3 separate regions of the Sus scrofa genome follow, and regions 2 and 3 are each linked to region 1. A link is a contact called in public Hi-C data. All regions are on one chromosome and are shown on one strand. Each heading gives the region's core, a stretch centred on a gene start, on an enhancer-like site or on the middle of the called end of the contact. The rest is flanking DNA. Distances are from core to core; before and after follow the strand shown. Region 1 holds the start of ANKRD6 (ankyrin repeat domain-containing protein 6). Region 2 overlaps ANKRD6 (ankyrin repeat domain-containing protein 6). Region 3 holds the start of LYRM2 (LYR motif-containing protein 2).

Evidence for each region. Hi-C and Micro-C count contacts between places; a contact is called where the count stands out from the background.
Region 2: a contact with region 1 is called in a Hi-C map of skeletal muscle, with 4 times the contacts expected there. The contact joins the enhancer-like site here to the promoter of ANKRD6 in region 1. A contact is called at or near these places in 3 of 5 promoter capture datasets (fetal liver and liver), 16 of 47 Hi-C or Micro-C datasets (alveolar macrophages, embryonic fibroblasts, fetal skeletal muscle and 7 more) and 1 of 2 datasets of contacts at active chromatin or transcription factors (skeletal muscle).
Region 3: a contact with region 1 is called in a Hi-C map of epiblast stem cells, with 1.8 times the contacts expected there. The contact joins the promoter of LYRM2 here to the promoter of ANKRD6 in region 1. A contact is called at or near these places in 3 of 5 promoter capture datasets (fetal liver, fetal skeletal muscle and liver), 2 of 47 Hi-C or Micro-C datasets (epiblast stem cells and skeletal muscle) and 1 of 2 datasets of contacts at active chromatin or transcription factors (skeletal muscle).

The regions. Positions count from the first base shown.
Region 1 is chr1:57,435,581-57,439,644 of Sscrofa11.1, forward strand. It overlaps ANKRD6 (ankyrin repeat domain-containing protein 6), which reads left to right and starts at 2,367. Exons shown (of 16, transcript XM_021089998.1): 1 at 2,367-2,581.
Region 2 is chr1:57,630,749-57,635,413 of Sscrofa11.1, forward strand. ANKRD6 (ankyrin repeat domain-containing protein 6) reads left to right here. Exons shown (of 16, transcript XM_021089998.1): 11 at 2,797-2,931; 12 at 3,263-3,448; 13 at 3,918-4,070. Among named protein-coding and RNA genes, the nearest start is that of LYRM2, 22 kb to the right of the region's middle. Within about 2 kb of position 1,638, at least 7 of the 83 cell types and tissues checked have an H3K27ac peak or open chromatin away from gene starts, as enhancers often do. A contact at or near this core is called in omental adipose tissue and skeletal muscle, where this site is marked.
Region 3 is chr1:57,652,418-57,656,802 of Sscrofa11.1, forward strand. It overlaps LYRM2 (LYR motif-containing protein 2), which reads right to left and starts at 2,478. Exons shown (of 3, transcript XM_003121299.4): 1 at 2,363-2,478; 2 at 1,570-1,710; 3 at 1-134. The coding sequence starts at 2,407. The coding sequence ends at 54.

The DNA of each region.
Region 1 (4,064 bases), core at 1,117-3,616:
TCAAACATGTACACAGACAGGACATCTCAGTAGTATAAAAATGCCAATTCCTAGAGTTCCCTTTGTGGCTCAGCAGAACCAAATCTAACTAGTATCCATGAGGTCACAGGTTTGATCCCTGGCCTCGCTCAGTGGGTTAAGGATTCGGAGTTGCGGTGAGCTGTGGTGTAGGTTGTAAATGCAGCTGGGATCTGGCATTCAATGGCTGTGACATCATAGGCCAATGGCTACAGCTCCAATTCAACCCCTAGCCTGGGAACCTCCATATGCCATGGGTGTGGCCTTAAAAAGACCAAAAAAAAAAAAAAAAAAAAAAGATGTCAGTGCTCCACGTTGCAGTAGCAGCCAACAGTTTAGTTCTGGCTCCCATTACATGAGGGCTGCAGACTGCCTATAGACATATTGGGCTCTGTGTGATTCCATGTGTCTTCTCATTCTTAGACTCCAGCTGAAGGAGCAGCCACACTTTGGGTTATGATAGTCTCATGCCAGAGGGCAAAAACTCAAGGGAGGGCAGGAGAAGCATATTTATAGCTTCCGTTCCGGCATGGGGTCAAGGCAAGTCATACAAACCCCATCCAAATCCTGAACCAGTGGGGCAGAGGAGTCTACACCAGTGTAGGAAAGCATGGCAATGATGGGAAAGGAACAAACTGTGAATGACTAATGCAATCCACTGCACAGATTCGTGTACTTCTAAGTCAAAATCCCAGTTTTTTCATGGAGCCCGACAAACTAATTGTAAAATGTCTATGGAGGAGTAAAGGGCTCAGAATACCTACCTTTATAAAGAGGAAAAAGTAAGTCAGGGTAGGATTTCCATAATCAGAAATAAAGATTTAACATAAAACCATAGATTTTCAGGTTGCATATGACCAGCACAGAGCTCTGGCTGTCTTACAATTAAATTAAAGGAGAAATGAATTTCAGATGGGATGTGAAAGGCAAAACTACATCTTTTAGAAGAAAATATGGAAGAATATTTTTATATCCTCAGGGTAGGAAGAATTCCTCAAATCACAAAAAAAAAAAAAAAACAAACCAAGGGAAAAAAACCAAACATGACAAATTAAAAAAGAAAACAAGAATAGTTAGTAAACATTAAATATGAACCATTATACATACAATCGGAGAAGTAAAAACCACAGGCATAATAAGAAATCATTTCACACCCCCAGAAAAAACAAGTGCTGGCAAAGATGTGGAGCAAGGGGACTTTCATACATCGTTAATGGCAACTGATTTAGAAAACAGTTTGGCACTATCCAGTATATAAATTAGAACACACGCATACCTTAAGACCCAACAATTCCATTTCTAGATAAACAGCTTAAAAGCTCTTGCACACATGCCACACAAGAAATATTTAAGAATGTTCATAGCAACATTGTTTGCAGAACCAAAAACTGGAGCCAACCCAATGTCCAAAAGTAAACTGGATGAATAAATTGTGGTATCTTCTCACAACAAAATATTAAATAACTGAGAAATCCAATAGGTAAAGCTCAGAAACCACGCTAAGCGGAAAAAAAGTAAGTTGTACAGGAATTGTGCAGGCTGATTCCACTTACAAAAAAAGTTTAAATCCGGCCACAAATGAATAGTGTGCTATTTAGGGATACATATAATTGGGGTAAGAGAATTATTAACATAAAATTCAGGAGGGTGGTTTCCTCTGAAGAAGGAGGCTAAGATCATGGAGGGGCACATGCTAGTTTCGTTGAGTGGAAGGCTTCATAAGGGCAGTTCCAGGGAATAATAGCAGGGCGGAGGCTGGCAGCTGCAGCTCCCATTTGACCCCTAGCCTGGGAACTTCCATATGCCGCCTGTGTGAGCTCCCTCCCCTCAAAAAAAGCCGGGGGGGGGCGCGGGGGGGATGAACATATGAGTCAGAAATGTTCAATGCTTTTGCCTAGTTCATACGGGACGCTTCAGACAAACCACTGACAGACAAGGAATAAAGGAATAAAGGCTTCCTTTCTTCTCTCCAGCTTTCTAATGAATCTGTATCTTTCACCACTGTTGTTCAGCTGCCACTGAGACATCCCAGTTAAGTGAACTATGAAAATGTTGAAATACTCACTTGGCCACAGGTTGAGGGACAGTTTCTCCTCCCAAATACCCTCTCCCTTCTATAAACCTCCCCTGCCCCGAAAACCGCGCCCAACTGCATCCCGGTTCCTCCCTCTTTATAAGGAGGCCTCTCGCGGCGAGGGCTGAAGGGGCAGCGGCCCAGTAGGGAGTGGGCTTCAGATCAAGGCCAGCCCCAGGGCCTTGGGGACCCCCACCTCCCCGCAGGCCGCTGCAGAGACCCAGCCGGCCGCTGCGGGGCGCTGCGGCCCCAGCCTAGGAGCGCGGGAGGGGCGGGGCTGAGGGCCGAGCCCGCGGCAGGCGCGGCAGGCTCGGCCACAGGTAACCTGCCGGAGCGAGGAGCGCAGCCCAGCGAGCGGCAGCAGGAGGCGGCGGCGCTGGGCGGCTCCGAGGCCCAGGGGCCGCCGGAGCCAGCGGGAGCCCGTCCGCTTCATCTCACGTTGCCCCCTACCCTGTCGCCGGCATCGGTCTCTGCGGCGCGGAGAGAAAGGTACCGTGTGACCTCGCCGGGTCCCTTCGAGACCCCTCTTAATCCGAGGACTTCCCCCCGCTACTCCGCCCCCCCTTGGGGGGGCTCTGATCAGGGGAGGGCCATGTCGCGGGTGGGGGCGCCCCCAGTTCGCTGTCTGTTGGGGCAGGAGTCCCAGACAGAGCGCTTTGCCCCCTTTCCTGCGGCCTCCGGGAAAGCCAGACAAGAGAGGGTCCTTCCCCGGGCACCTCCCTTGTCGCTTTCCTTCAGTTGCCTCCCTCGAATGTAGAACTTAGGGGCGGGGGCAGAGAACTTTCTCGTCTTTGGCCACAGGTTGAGGGACGCCCCCCTCCTCCTTCTCCATTGAGCTCGAAGAGTTGGAACAAAGTGGTGGTGGTGGTGGTGGTAGGGGGAGTCCCCAAGGTATTTCTCTCGGACGCAGAGGCTGGCGGTCTTCGGGCGTAAAAGAGGGACCCCTTTGGTCGCCTAGCGCCCGGGGTCACCCCTCGGCGTTCCGGGGCCTGCGGGCGGGCCTCAGAGTGGCCCGGCTCGGCTCGGACGCGCCAGCGGTCTGCCCTCCGCCCTCACCTCTGCGAGGACCGCGAAGTGGTGCAGGCACGGGAGCCTGGGGGGCTGTCCTGCCCTGGGGAGATCCGCTCTAGACGGAAATAAGCTCTATAAAGAGTTAGCAAGTGGCATCTCCCCGGGCTCCAGGAAGCGAGCACGTTGTTTGCTTTGAGTTCAGACGTCGTCTTACCACCAACACTTGTCTTGGGAATTTCAGTGCTGTGCTTCCGGTAGATTTGGGGGACCGGAGGGGAAGTGGAGTATTATCTGTGACCCAAGAGGAGCTTCAGTTTCCTAAAGCTGGCCAAGAATGTTTTCCCTGAGGCATGGTGAGATGGTTTAAGCGGTGGTTAAGAGGTTCCCTGGGGGGGGTCATGAGATTGAGTCTTGATGCCAGTTGTTAGGTGTGTGACTTTGGAAAACCCACTTCTTTAAATCGCAGTTTTTAGCATTGTAACAAACTGTGTGTATTATACATAATTTGGTTGTATTGTGGGGGAAATTAAATGAAGTGATGCACGTGAAAAGCTTGGCATAGCGCTCTTGAACAGTTAGGGATCCTTTTTTTGTGAGCCTGTTGATGATCTTCATTTGCCTTTAGGAGCCTATTAGGTCAATGTAAGTGGGAAGAAAACAAACACACCTGGGTCCATGGGTGGTCCCACTAGGTACTGATGGTCTCTGACTGTAGGTTTCCCATCCTTAAAATAGCAGTAGCAGGAGTTCTCTTCTGATGCAGCTGTTACAAAGATTAAGGATCTGGCATTGTCACTGCAGCTGCCTGGATTGCTGCTGTGGCGCCAGTTCGATCTCTGGCCCCAGAACTAACACATGCCCCAGGCCTGGCCAAAAACAACAGCAAAAAGATAGCATAGCAACCTGCTGTTATCACGCTGTAGTAGATAGGACTATACATGTTTATTCTCTATCATTCCTA
Region 2 (4,665 bases), core at 388-2,887, 190 kb after region 1:
TTTACATTTTTTGCAAATCTCTTTAATGTCGTAGATGAGAAATCTACTACCTTCTTTTATTTCTATATGCAGTCTGTTGTAATATCATTTATGTAGCTTCTGGCCAACACCACGGTATACTCATGAGAGAATGAACATGAAAAAAGCCAATGTAATATTATGAAAATAATCATAACCTCATGGACCCTGGGTCCCTGGACACTTCAGAACTGCTGGCTGAGGAGATGAGAACACACTTTAAAAATCTGGTTCAGCCGTAGGCAGATATTGTCAGGAATTTTCCGTTTAGGTGGTATCCACTGCCTGTAGAGGTTCTTTTTGTCCTATAATGGTGTCACCTGATTTAATGAAAACAAGACGAAAGTCTGACATCAGGATGAAAAACACTGGGCTGGACTTCACAGAGCCCTTATCTATCCCTATACCAAGACAAGAGAATGTTGTTTTATTGCGGAAAGATAATGTGACCTTGAAAGTGTTTTCACTTTGTGGACCTCAGTGTTTTTTTCTAAGGGGGGGAACCTTGGAACTGGGAGTAGGGGGTCTGGGGGAAGGGTGTGGAGCTGGGCTAGAGACTGAAGGTTTCCACCAGCTTGGAGATCTGTACTCTGTGATTAAACATCTTTGTCAACTAAGTGACTCTTAAGGCCCAGAGGCAGGTGGGAGGCACCTGACAGTGATGGACATTCCAAGGTGTGCCAGCCACCTGCTTTGTCTTGGTTAATCCCATCAACTCCCCATTCTCATGTTTGAGAAGTTAGAGCACAGAGAGGCCAAACAACTTTCCCAGAGGTCTCCAGCTCACTGATGCTGGTCTCAAGTACTCGCCTGTGTCCTTTCCACCTTTCTGCCCTCGAAGGGATGGACCAAAGGCTTCCTTCTGGGGAAAAGATTCCCCCATGTTGGTACCATGGCTCACAGATGCATTTCAGTTATGTTGCAATCAAATTGAATATGACTTGGTTATGGTTTGGCCAAGAGAAAGTCTGATGTGCTAGATCGGGTCCAGTGTCCCAAGACAGTAAGACTGTGCCTGGCACAGAGCTGCCGTGTCGCACAACTCCACGGGACGCTGTCCATATCCTAGTCTACCTGAGTGGTGCTCCCTGGAGTTGAGTGGTGCACGGCCTGCACACACCTACATGGCGGCCCTGGCCCAGCACATAAATGCCTGCTAGCATCATTGTCGTAGACTGTGAGCTCCTCAAGGTCAGCAACGATGTCCTACTCATCTCTGGGTCCCTAAGTGCTCTGCCCAAGATGTAGGAGGCATAGCAGGTGGTCTAGAGGCCCTTGTCTGATGTGCACACTCGGTCCCCCTTGCTCGGCTGGAGGCTCCGTTAGGTCCGCACACACCAGTGGTTTGTAACGATGCCTCTTGCCTCCTTCAGGTCTTGCGCTTCAGTCGTGGGCGAAGCCTGAGGAAAAAGAGAGAGAGGCTCAAGGAAGAAAGGAGAGCTCAGTCTGTGCCAAGAGATGAGGTGGCACAAAGCAAGGTGGGGGGTGGCCCTCCCGCCCGCTTGCAGGGTGGGAAACTCTCCCTGCCTACTCTGGGCCCATCTGGCAGCTGCCAGGCCCTCCTCTGTCTCTCCTTTCCACTGGGTCCTTCAGATCTTCTCCGTCTTTCCTTCTGGCCTCTTGTCTTCCACTCTCCATGATTTCAGGCCACATGCACGTGTGCCACCTCTCTTCCAGCACCCCGTGCAGCTGTATTTACAAGTCCCCTGCACCTGTGGCCTTGTCACTTCCATGTGGACAGCCCTGCTTCTCTGCCACCGCGCCTTCTTCGTGTAGAGCAGTGGTTTTCAAGGGGTGGATCCACTGTGTTACTTAGAACCTTGTTAGAAATGCAGATTTGGGGGCCTTACCCCAGACCCACTGGATCAGAAACTCTGGGGTGGGGCCCAGCAGTCTGTTTGAACAAGCCTCCCAGGTAATTTCAATGGGGATGGAAGTTGGAACACCGCTGGCATAGCTTGCCACCTCTCTTTCCAATGAGGGAGTAAACTGAGGCTATGCTAGCCCATATGGCTCCTCAGTGCAAATGAGAAGAAGATGCCTCCTGGGCAGACCAGCCCAGGACTTGCATAGAGCCCAGGTTGGACTTTAGCTCCTTCTGCCCTGCTCATGTCTTTGGGTAGGTGCCTTTGTGCAGTGAACATCTTGCACAACTGTACATGGCAGCCCTGGAAGGAACCATACCATACCTTTTAGCTCTCCCAGGAGGAAGAAGACTAGGATATAGAGATAACGTTTGGCAACTTTTATGTCCGTTTGAAAATCTTATCAGTTTCCAGGGTTAAGACCTCATAACTCTGATTAAGTTCCTGTGTGTGAATTGTACAAATTAATTTGTAAAAGTTCTCACAAGGACCAGACACGTGATGTTTTCTCATTTCAGAGGGTTCTCACTCTCCTCTATGAATTATGAGGGTCCAAGCTCAAAGAATAAATGGGGTTGGGGATTTTTTTGGAAATGCAGAAGACTAAAAATCGTAAACGCTGAGGTGTTTTGTGTGTGGTAGGTTCCTGAAGTTCTTAAACATAGAATTAGACCCAAGGCTATGTCTAGTTGGCACTTAATAAATAAAGTAAAAGCCAGATAATCAACTTACTTGGGAAAGCACACGTGTTCAGTTAAGACCACCAAGCAGTGCTCCCTGTGTCTGAAATTTGTCACTGGCAAATATTCCCAGGGGGTCCTTTAGTGGATAGAGTCTTGGAAGTTTTATGCTATTATTGAAGAAGGCTGAGGGGTCAAGTAGAAGAGGTTTCTGGGCTTTTTTTTCTCTGTAGGGAAGTGTCTCAGCAGGAGACACCCATAGCAGTGAACAGGCTGCACCCAGAAAAGAAGAGGCCAAAGAAGATTGCCTGTCCGCCTCCCCGGAACCCAGAGCCAAGGACTGCAGGCAGAGAAAGTCCAGGCCCAAGGTCAGGAGGCACGTGAGAGCAGCCAAGAGGGCGGAGAGGCGGGTTGGCCAAGAGCCCCGTGATAGTGTCATGCCCAGCAGCTAAAGAGCCACTTCCCTTGGCTGGCTTGCTGGTTTGGAGCCGGAGCAGAGTTGGGCGTGGCCAGCTGCAGGCACGAGGTTAGCGTGCTGATACACCTCTTTTGATGCCTGGTACCTGGAGTAGAAAGCCGTGAGCTTATTAGTAAGGCGGGGTTCTTCACTGCAAAGCGGGCGAGGGGGGACCCGCTGGCTGGGCTTCAGCCTTGCTGATGTCACAGTGCTCAGGGTGGCAGTCTCCTTGTCTCCCACAGGTGTCGGCATTTTCTGACCCCACCCCACCAGCAGACCAGCAGCCCGGACAGCAGAAGAACACACACACTCACAGTCACCCTAAAAAGAGGCCCAGGCGTCGCTGTTCGCCCCCACCTCCTCCGCATGAGTTCAGAGCATACCAGCTCTACACGCTGTACCGGGGCAAGGACGGCAAAGTGATGCAGGTACCTGCCCGGCCCTGTCAGGGCAGGACTGTGGGCGTAAGTGAGGTGTCTGTGCGACATGGCCCCTGTGGGCTAACCTCCACTTTGACTACAGAAGGCATGTGCTTTACAGATGAACCAGCTGGCCCTCCCCACCTAAACAGTGCAGGTACCCTCCTGCCATTTAGGCCAGGCCAGCAGAGATGTTGTTACAAAGCTTTCTGCACCACCTGTGGTGACTAGATGATCTTGAGGCCCAAGAGTAGATAAAAGCAGCTTGAGGACTGGATGTTAGCGTCTCTGAATCCTCTTAGCACCCACCGGACCAAAGTTTGGCCTCTAGGATGGTCCAGAATCTTGGACGACTGGGATGGGTCTCCTCCACACGTGTGTCCCCCGGGTCTGCTGACCAGCACACGGTGGGTACTGAACACATATTTGCAGAAGGAATGAACTTGGTGGACTGATTGCTTTTTGGCTTCCCGCTTAGGCGCCGATAAATGGTTGTCGATGTGAACCCCTAATCAACAAGCTGGAGAATCAGCTGGAGGCAACTGTGGAGGAGATCAAAGCAGAGCTGGTGTCAGTTCAGGATAAAATGAACACCAAGCTGGGGCATATGGAGAGTAAGACCCAGCACCAGGTAAGAGGTCACTGTCCTCACCGTGGGCTGTCTTGGCAGAAAATGAAATCAGAAACCTCAGCACACACTCCTGTTCTGCACACGCTACCTGAGCATGTCGGGCGGGCTGTCAGGGAGGAGAGGAGGCCTGTGATGTGATTTCTTTAAATCTTTCATGTGATTTCTTTCTTTAAGGCCTGTTAACTTAGAAATCTTTAAGAGCATGTTTAAATTGCTTCTGATGTGAAATGCTTACACAGCATTTTTTATTTATTTATTTATTTTTGTCTTTTGAGGGCCGCACCAGTGGCATGTGAAAATTCCCAGGCTAGGGGTCGAATCAGAGCTATGTCTTTTGAGGGAACCTTCATACTGTTCTCCATAATGGCTGCACCAACTTATATTCCCACCAGCAGTGTAGGAGGGTTCCTTTTTCTCCACACCCTCCACAGCATTTATTTTTTGTAGACTTTCGATGATGGCAATCCTGACCAGCATGAGGTGATACCTCACTGTATTTTTGATTTGCATTTCTCTAATAATTAGGGATGTTGAACATCTTTTCATGCGCTGTATGGCCATCTGTTTGTCTTCTTTGGAGGAGTGTCTATTTAGA
Region 3 (4,385 bases), core at 1,228-3,727, 220 kb after region 1:
CAGCTCAACTAAATACATGGAAACTTTCAAAATCTTTCAGAATAATGTTGTAGTTAAGATCTGGCTAAGGCAAGTGTTTTTTCTAACTCCTTGAGCTGCATATTGCCTTGAGTAATCATCATCCGGATTGTATCCTGTAGGAGAAAGTGAAATCTGGTCACTGTTTTAATTGGTTAAACAAGGTACAGCTCTACCATTTTACTGGTTCAAATCAAGAACCAATACTGAGAATTGGAACTGATGCATATTAGAGTCAAAAGCTACCAATTAGATGTGTTGACTTAAAAAATGCACAACCCGAAAGTTGAGAGTTAGGTTTTATTTGGGGACAAAATTAGAACTTAAGCATGGGAGACAGCCTCTCAGGTAGCCCAAAGAAACCACTCCTAGGAGTTGAGGGAGGAGCTAGGATATGTAGGACCATTTGCAACAAAAAGGCAGGTTACAGGAACAAAAGAGGCCTGGGCTCACTGAAATCATTCCTTTGATATGCACCTTTGCTATCCGGACCAGTATCCTGAATTTTCACAGCCTTCAGGACTCACCAGCTCTCACCCTTGGAGGTGACTGCATTCGAAGATGACCATGACATTATTTGCTTTATGCCTAATTACAGCCAGGCGGTGATATTTCATATGGCTCTGAAATACTGCCCATAGAGGAAAGGGATATGATATAGGTGAGGGGGAGGTGAATGCAGCCATGCAGACAGTTTACAAAACTGTGTTGCTGATCTCCTGAAGGTTACTACTAGTCACAAGGAGCAGACATCACCATGAAGGATTTTGGTGTTTTTCTTTTTCTTTTTTTTTTTTTTGGCTTTTTTAGGGCCACACCTGCAGCATATGGAGTTCCCAGGCTAGGGGTCCAACTGGGGCTGTAGCCTACGGCCTACACCACAGCCACAGCAATGCAGGATCCAAGCCGTATCTTTGACCGATGCCACAGCTCACGGCAGTGCTGGATCCTTAACCCACTGAGTGAGGCCAGGGATCCAACCTGAAACCTCATTGTTCCTTGTCGGATTCGACAGGAACGAGAGGAACTCCTAGTGTTTTTCTATATATGAGGAGATGCAAGAATTGGGCACATAAAATCTTCTAAAAATATCTATCTGAAGACCTGTTTTCCAGTTTTCCCAGAGCACAGAGTGCTTCACTCCTGATTTTCACCGAGCTCCACGCGGAGTACTATGGGTTGGCAGCTGCATAATTTAATCCATGTAGAGGCTGACGGCAAGCGCCAAACTTCAGTTCACAGGTGTGCCGTTCCTTCATACACCCCTGATGTACTTCCCAAATCATCATGCTCTAATTTTTATCTTTTCCTGTGTGTGTGCAGTTAGTTTACCAGAAAAGTCGGGTGATGATACTGTGGAGTGTAGATTCAGCAAAGTTTGTAAAAGTTAAAATTTCTTTTAAGAAAGTGAAAAATAAGTAGTATTAAGAACAATAATCAAGATACACCATCTCAGTGATAAAGTCCAAGATATCTACTAGACTTTTTTAAAAAACTCACTAATCAATACAAAAGGGCCAGGGCCCTCCCTCACTATCATCTTGGTCTCACCTCTTCGGTGGCATTTTTGTTTCTTTTGAATTCTTCCCTTGCCCAGTCCTTCAGGTATCTGCGATCAGAATCATTTGGAACTTGCCGAATTGCTTGCAAAATCCTTCTGTAGAGGAGGAGAACTTGCTGCCTTCTCATGAACTGGTCAGGAGAGTAGAAATGGCAATTAGAGCTGCACCGTCCACAGCCGAGGGCTTTACTTTAGCAAACCAAACTTACTGGATGACTTCGCTTTGGTCCTCAGTTTTAAAAGGGGCAAAGAAAAACAACCCCCCCCCTTTAAGAAAACAGCAGCAGTAAGTTTATCTGGTCTGTTTGCTTGCTCCTTTGTCAAACATAAGAACCCTTAACCTCGAAAGCTGCCCACTGGGCAGAAAAGGGCTACCAGTCTCCTAGAAACTGTAACCACTGCAAGAATAATTTTCCTAAATTAAGGAAGTAGTTAAAAATCCCTTGGTAACCGCATCTGCTCCTTCCCAAAGCTCAGAACAGGCAGAATAGTCTTTACCGTGGCCGCTGGGCAGCTGAGGTGTCGGGGCACAGAAACACAAAGCCTGACCTGCCTCCCAAATCAGGGACTGAAGGGTCGCCCCGCCCCCCTGCGCTTCCTGTTGGCTGCGCGGCTCGAAGCCCCGCCCCCATGCCCGTGCCAATCAGAGTGCGGCGCGCTAGGGTCACCCGCCTGGTCGTCCAGAGGCCCACTCTGTAGACTGGGTTCTGGGAGCGTGGAGAATCGAGCTTAGCTCGGCTCACCGGAAAGCTGCCCTAAGAGGCCGGCGAGAACAGCTGGTACCTGTTTTAGCGTTAGCGTCGCTGGGGGTAAGCGAGAAGTGGCCATGTCCTCCAGTCAGCTTGGTTCTCCAGGGCCCCAGCGCGCAGGAGCGGACGTGAGGCAGTGAGGGGGCGGGGCGAGCTCGGTTTCCTGGGAGACGGCCTGCAGCTTGTGCCTAGGCCTGGAGAGCCCCGCGGTCTCTCTGAAGGCCAAGGGTTTGTAGTCAAGTAGTTATCAGCCAAGTTTTCTCATCCGTGAAACAACAGTTTTTTCAGATTGTTATGAGAATGAAATAGTAGCAAGGTATTTAGCACAGATCCTGGCATGTGGTTAAGAAGTTTAAGTTAAGGTTTTGGGAAGTGAGGGGAGAAACGACTGTATTCCTTTTAAGATTTAGTATATATAATTTAGAATACTAAGCCGTGAACTCTGATGTGGGTTGCAGACCCTGCTTGGATCCCGCGTTACTGTGGCTGTGGCATAGGCTGGCAGTTGTAGTTCCGATTTGACCCCTAGTCTGGGAACTTCCATATGCTGCAGGTGTAGCCCTAAAAAGCAAAAAAAAAAAAAAATATATATATATATATATATATATATACAGTAAAATATAAAATACCAATTTCTCTTAAATTTAGCGTCTTGCTCTTTCTTTTTTCTAGTTTTCATCCTGTTCTTTTTCGAGCCTTTTTCTGGGCACTGTAGTCGTAGTAATAGTAATTAGTTAACAAGTCTTTACATGCTTGCCCCAGGAGTTCCGGTCGTGGTGCAGTGATTAACGAATCGGACTAGGAACCATGAGGTTGCGGGTTCGGTCCCTGCCCTTGCTCAGTGGGTTAATGATCCAGCATTGCCGTGAGCTGTGGTGTAGGCCGCAGACGCGGCTCGGATCCCGCGTTGCTGTGGCCCTGGCTCAGGCCGGTGGCTACAGTTCCGATTAGACCCCTAGTCTGGGAACCTCCATATGCCACAGGAAGTGGCCCTAGAAAAGGCAAAAAGACCAAAAAAACAATGCTTGCCCCATTGCAGTTTTATGAATTTTTGTATCCCAAATAACAAGGAACTGAATATCCCTATACCTTAAGATTTTATTTCCCTGTACTTGTTTTAGCCTCCCCTCAGCACACTCTATAGACTCTTAGGTTATATTAACTGCAAGTGGGGTTAGTGAATCCTTCCTACTTTTAAAAATAGAATTATGGAATTCCCATTTTGGTTCAGCGGTAACCATACTAGTATCCATGCGGCTGCAATTCAATCCCTGGCCTTGCTCAGTGGGTTAAGGATCTGGCCTTGCCGTGAGGTGTAAGCCGAAGACATGGTTCGGATCTGGGGTTGCTGTGGCTGTGGTGCAGGCCGGCAGCTGCAGCTCCAATTCAACTCCTAGCCTGAGAACCTCTGTATGTCAGGGATGCAGCCCTAAAAACTCCAAAAATATAAAAATAAAATGGAATTGTTCCTACTTAAAATACAGGGAGTTCCCTCTGTGGCACAATGAGTGGATTAGGAATGCTACTGCTCTGGTTGCTGTGGTGCCATGGGTTTGATCCTCAGCCCAGCACAAGTGGGTTAAGGATCTGGCATTGCTGCAGCTGTGATGGAGTCTCAGCTGTGGCTTGAATCTAATCCCTGGCCTGGAAATTGCATGTGACACTGGGTGCAGCTGTGGGGAAAATATGTATATGTCAGGTTTCTCTACTCTGCAGAGAAAATATGTATATGTCAGGTTTCTCTGCTCTGCACTCTCTGCAGAGAAAATATGTATATGTCAGGTTTCTCTGCTCTGCATTCTCTTTAGGTCCTTGCCTACACACATGGATTTGGAGGTGCAGGCTGAGAAGTGCTCTAGAGGTGCCAGGCTTCATCACACAAGGATGGAAGCAGGGTGTCTGACAGGAGGTTGTTCTGTCCAGGAGGTGCTACATCAGTGTGGGGATAGTCCCAGTGGTCTTGCCACGCAGGGATGGAGGCAAGTGGTCTCGATCAGCCCAGGATGGGAGTGGTTCTGGGTCAAAGGGAAGGGAATTTCCCCTCTAACCTAAAACGG